2 separate regions of the Zea mays genome follow, and region 1 is linked to region 2. A link is a contact called in public Hi-C data. All regions are on one chromosome and are shown on one strand. The core of a region is the stretch at or near the end of the contact, and the rest is flanking DNA. Distances in the headings are between cores, read along the strand shown.

Evidence for each region. Hi-C and Micro-C count contacts between places; a contact is called where the count stands out from the background.
Region 1: a Hi-C map of leaf shows a contact between it and region 2, with 2.8 times the contacts expected there. The contact joins the promoter of LOC542248 here to the promoter of LOC100381448 in region 2. A contact is called at or near these places in 5 of 25 Hi-C or Micro-C datasets (bundle sheath, ear, leaf and 1 more).

What each region holds. Positions count from the first base shown.
Region 1 is chr2:213,471,124-213,473,823 of Zm-B73-REFERENCE-NAM-5.0, forward strand. It overlaps LOC542248 (alpha tubulin 5), which reads left to right and starts at 1,368. Exons shown (of 5, transcript NM_001111854.1): 1 at 1,368-1,549; 2 at 2,425-2,639. The coding sequence starts at 1,437.
Region 2 is chr2:213,342,949-213,345,648 of Zm-B73-REFERENCE-NAM-5.0, forward strand. LOC100381448 (zinc finger protein ZAT2) reads left to right here and starts at 1,256. Exons shown (of 4, transcript XM_035965473.1): 1 at 1,256-2,700. The coding sequence starts at 1,449. The coding sequence ends at 2,306. LOC103647767 reads left to right here. Exons shown (of 1, transcript XM_008672280.4): 1 at 1-769. The coding sequence starts at 151. The coding sequence ends at 516.

The DNA of each region.
Region 1 (2,700 bases), core at 118-2,617, 130 kb after region 2:
CATATTTTGCCTAATTTTTTCTAACTAAGGTTTTTCAATTCAGACGACTAACCTTAGTTAAAGTGTGACATAGTTAGCCACGAACCAGACATGCCTTAAGTGCAACGCACTCGTAAATAGCGTTTTTGTGACTACCTCTATTTTACGGTAGCTTAGATAATCTCCAACAGCTTACTTATACTTATACCCATATTTAAACTACAGTCTACAGACAACACAATCTAGAATACAAAATAATGCAAAAGATGTTTTTGGTGACTATATGGATGAACTAATGTACTTTGCACCTATATAGTCAATAAAAATACCGTTTTGCATTATTTTACATTGTATATTGTACTGTGTTTATAAAATGTATTTTTGACGACCATATGGTGAACTCGGTGCAGCTTTTTTATGCTGTATCGTGTACTCCAAATCGATAGAGTACTACTATTTCATGAGGTGCGACGGACAGCCTGACCCAGCTCACCTGAGTGGCTGGCACCCCACGTGCCGGCGCTGGCCTGACACCTTGGCGCATCGCATGGTCCATGGCGGCGCCCACCCGGCCAGCCTATATCCTACACCCGGTCTGGATGCATCCAAGCCGAAGAGGGCCCAGGCCGGCAATGCACACACCACTATCCACGGATGGAGTGTGAAAAATAGGATGCTAAACCGTAGTTTATTATTAAAAAAAGTTTAAAATAAGTGTGAGATAGGCTTAAAATAGGAGATCTAAGGACCGCGTAAAAAATTGTCGCAACACTTGTCCTGTCAGTTAGCCGGATTAGACCCGCCGTGTCAGCTATGGTGACCTACTGACGACTGCTATAGACACCAAGGCACTGTGATTAGCTACCATCAGCCTATCTTATCATTTGTTATTTGTACATATGAGGCTGAATACATACCACGACTCTAAACCATCCATTTGGTTATGATCTTTTTTTTAAGAAAGTGCATATAGTTTTTTGACCAAGAAAATAAGCATGTAATTATGACTACCAATTGGTCGTTTTAGATTAAAGGCGATTGTTTGTATTGCTGTAGTTGTAATTTATAGAGACAAAAAACAATGTAAAAACAATAAAATCCAGTACAAACATTGCAATGGTCCACCTAGCATTCTTAATTCTTTGATCCTTTCATACCGCGTTCACGTTAACGGACGGCAGCAGCGGGCGGGCCGGCCGGCCGGCTCACGTGAACAACGCCCACGAAACAGCGCTGGCTGTTGCAAAAGCAACCGTTTCCAGTTTCCTCGCCAGTGCACCCCCCCTCCCCTGGCTCCCTCTCTCCTCCGCCCCCTTTTTTATCGCCCGATCTCACACATTTTGGAAGGAGAGAGAGAGAGAGACAGAGGGAGAGATTGGAGGGAGGCCCCTGCCCAAGGCAAGAGAAACCGCGGCGCGCGGAGAGGGAGGAAGGGCAGACGCAGACGGGCGAACAAGATGAGGGAGATCATCAGCATCCACATCGGCCAGGCCGGGATCCAGGTCGGCAACGCCTGCTGGGAGCTCTACTGCCTCGAGCACGGCATCGAGCACGATGGCACCATGCCCAGGTGAGTGCTGCATCCCTGTCGATCCGCCCGACGCGCTCCTCCTGTTTACCCATTTTTTGCAGCTTAAAGCTGTTGCGCGTTCTATGGAGCCGGCGCCTCAAAATTCTGGCGTGCTCATGCGTCGCATTTCCTAGATTCGCTGCGTTGTTTTCTTCCAATTAGTCGGAGCAAATGACGGGACGTGTAGGTGTAGTGATGGTACTTCCATATCCGTTTCGTATTTTTGGTTCGTCTGTTCCTTTCCGTTGCACTCGCAGTTTGGTCCTTTGCGACTGGATTTGTTTGTTGGGTGGGATGTGTTGTTGTTGTCTGTTGGGTTTTGGTGCATTTTGCCGGTTGTTGAGAGATTGCATGAGCCGGACCAGATGCAACGTTTCCTAATTAAGAGTTTGCGTTAGCGTTTTTTTTGACTATTAATACTAGGCCTGTTAATTAGGCAGGCGCCACAGAAGGATGCGTTGAGGTCGTGTAGAGGAGCTCACGTTAATTCTTGTGTGCTTGGGGACAGATAGGGTTTCCAACTCTGTATGTAAGGCGCAAGATCTGAAGAATTGAATCTGCAGGGATGTCATCTAAATAAATAATTTAACTGGGATGTTCTGATGAGTGTCAGACCATGGATCTCCCTGGATTCACGAGTTTCATCTGACCCTCTGTTAAAAGTAGCACCCTTCTCTGTTTGCCTGATCTTGTAGTACCATAGAAAATTGCCCTAATGCTGCTCCGCCTGATAATAGAAAAAATCCTGTTTAGGACCCCAAGGAGGCAGGTTTCATAGGCTATAAATTCTCTTTAAGCGCATATGCCAATGGTTCGTGCCTTATTGGAGTTCCATGCTATCTATTTTTTATAACACTGGTTTGATTGTGATGCAGTGATTCCTCGGTTGGCGTCGCACATGATGCCTTCAACACGTTCTTCAGCGAGACTGGTTCCGGCAAGCATGTGCCCAGGGCCATCTTCGTCGACCTTGAGCCCACTGTCATCGACGAGGTTCGCACTGGCTCGTACCGCCAGCTCTTCCACCCAGAGCAGCTCATCTCGGGGAAGGAGGACGCAGCTAACAACTTTGCCCGTGGCCACTACACGGGTAATTCACCTTGTGTCTGAATAGATAATAGGAGTGGGTCCTATGCTTCTGCAACTGTGGA
Region 2 (2,700 bases), core at 6-2,505:
ACTCCACGCAACCAGAACCCGCGCGCGGCAACGCGACGCGACGCGACACAAAACCCCACGAGCCACGAAGCCAAACCGAGCAAGCAAAGCAAGCATCTGAGTCCTGTCCTGACCAACCCCGGGCGCGCGAGGAGGCTTGGCCAACGAGAAATGGTGTTCAGCGCCTCGTTCGTGGCGGCAGCGGCGCGCGTGCCGGCGGAGCTGTGCCAGCGGCCGCCGCGCCCGGGGCGGTGGCGGCGGCGGCTGAGCGCGGACGACGTCCTGCGCGCCCTGTTCCTGCCACCGGTGCGGGAGCTCGGGCGCCTGGGCGACTTCCTCTTCGCCTTCTTCTGCCTGCCGCTGCCGGAGTACTACCTGCCGGGGTCCGGCCGCGGCGGAGGCTGGGTGGCGCGGGTGCCCGACGCGGTTCTGTACACCTACCGGAGGTCGCTCTCGGTCAGCTCGTCGTCCTCGTCCTCGTCCTTCTCCTCCTCCTCGTCGGAGGAGGACGAGTCACTGATTGCCGACGAGGAATAATGAAGTGTACACCATAGGTCCCTCTCGGTCAGCTCGTCGTCGTCGTTCTTCTCCTCGCCGGAGGAGGACGACTGATTCCCGACGAGGAATAAATAAAGTGTACAGGTTGCTGAATGCAACAGCCTTTGTGCAGGAGAATCGATTAGGTGTGTGTGGTTTGTACGCCAATTCTTTTTGTGACCTCTGTATATATCCAATCATTGCATTGCATATATCCAATCATTTGATATAAGTAGATCGGGTGTACACTTCATTTTGCTGAGCCGCAAAATCTAAATGATTTTCTAGGCTTTGTTTAGTCAATCTCCCGCTCGGGCCTCCGTTATGTTACTAACTAAACTTTAGGACTTGTTTGGAAAAATAGATCGGAGGGAACTATTCAACAAAATGTATTTTTATAATAATATTTTTTTCGAAAGGGCTTCTAGCGTAATATAGTTAAGGGTTATGATTAGCATCTCCAGATCACAGGTTCGATCCCATCGAGACGAATTTCGGATTTGTTAAAAAAGTCCCCTCATTATGTCTGACCCACTTCTGAGTTATGTCTTACACGCCACCCTTCTGCTGGGCTATTATAGAGTGGGCGGTGACGACCTGCTAGTAATAGGGCCAGAGTTCAGAGATTTTATCGATTGAGACCATGTTTCAGTCTCTTTTTAATCTCTACAACTATTAAGACCCAAATGTAGACTGCCCCCGCCCGCTCCCGCACGGCTCCCGCGTGAAACGCCCGCAGCGCACGCTACGCGAATCCCGCCGCGAAACGCTCGCCTGCCTACGCCGCGAATCCTGCCGCTACCGCACGCCCGCCCGCGAGAACCGCCTCCGCAACACCCTTCCCCAAACCCATTCTCCCCACGCGCGGCGCCTCCGCAACAGCAACCGCCGCGCCCGAGCCCCTCCACCATGTCCCATTCCCACCGCTACCAATGGCGCCCGAGCCCGAGCCCAAACCCACGCGCTGCGGCGGCCGAGATCCTGCCTTCAACGACGCGAACCCCATCCCCCACGCGCCGCGGCGGCCGAGATCCCGCCTTCAACGACGCGAACGCCAACGGAGCCCGAGCCCACCTCGCCTTCAACGCCCCTGCCTCCCTCTTTCTCCTCCTCCCCCGCATGCTTCCACTGCTTCTCTCCAGCGGCGCCGCCACCGTCCCTCTCGCTCCAGCGAGATCCAGATCCGGCGCGGCTCAGAGTGGCAACGCGCCGCAACCGCGGCCGCGCCCCACACGTGCCCTATCCAACCACCATGGAGCTCTTCCCCATCCATCCACCACGCCGAGCGGGAGGTCGAAGTGCGAGCGCTGGCCGACCAGGCGGCCCACATAGAGGCCGAGGCGCGGGCCGTCGCGTGCAAGAAGGTCTTCCGCTCCTACCAGGCGCTTGGCGGACACCGCGCCAGCAACGTGCGCGGCGGCAGAGGCGGCTGCTGCGCGCCTCCCGTGGCTCCTCCGGCCCCACCCCCGCAGCCCCAGCCGCCGCTGTCGCCATTGCCGGAGCACCGTGACGGAGGCGAGGACGATGACATGAACGCAAAGCAGCAGCCGCGCGAGTGTCCCCACTGCGGCCGCGTGTTCTTGGGGCAGGCTCTCGGGGAGCACATCATGCAGTCCCATGTGTGCGCCTCGTCGCCGCTTGCCGGCACCGCCACCGCCTCCACCACCTCAGCCGCCACTCCTGCGTCACCGACCAACAGTCCCTCCATGATCGATCTGAACGTGGCGCCGCAGTCCGAGGAGGTGGAGCACTCTGCCGTGTCAGATCCCCGCTTCAATCCAGGTGCCTGAAGCTGAAGCAGGCAGATCAGCGCCCTCATTCTGGATAGTTCCGTTGCTCGGAGGTGATTCTAGGTGAGCATCGTCAGGGGGAGATAAAGGTAAAAAAATAATAAGAAGAAAACAGAGTTGAAGAGAAGAAGCATCTTTTGTAGGTTATAAATGTAGCTTCCTTAAGTTTTCCAATTCCATTGATCAGTGATTACAATGTTCTGCCGTTGCTGTTAATTTCGTTTTCTGTTCGAAGCTACTGGATTATATGGAATACATATATTATATAGATTGTTAGTACGAGCAGCTGGCAAAGCTGGCTCCGGTTCTTGGAAACAAATCAGCAATGGGGGAAAGAGGTAGCTTAGCCATAGCTTTCTGTTGCATTCTCGGAGTGCTATTGCCATCCATCCTG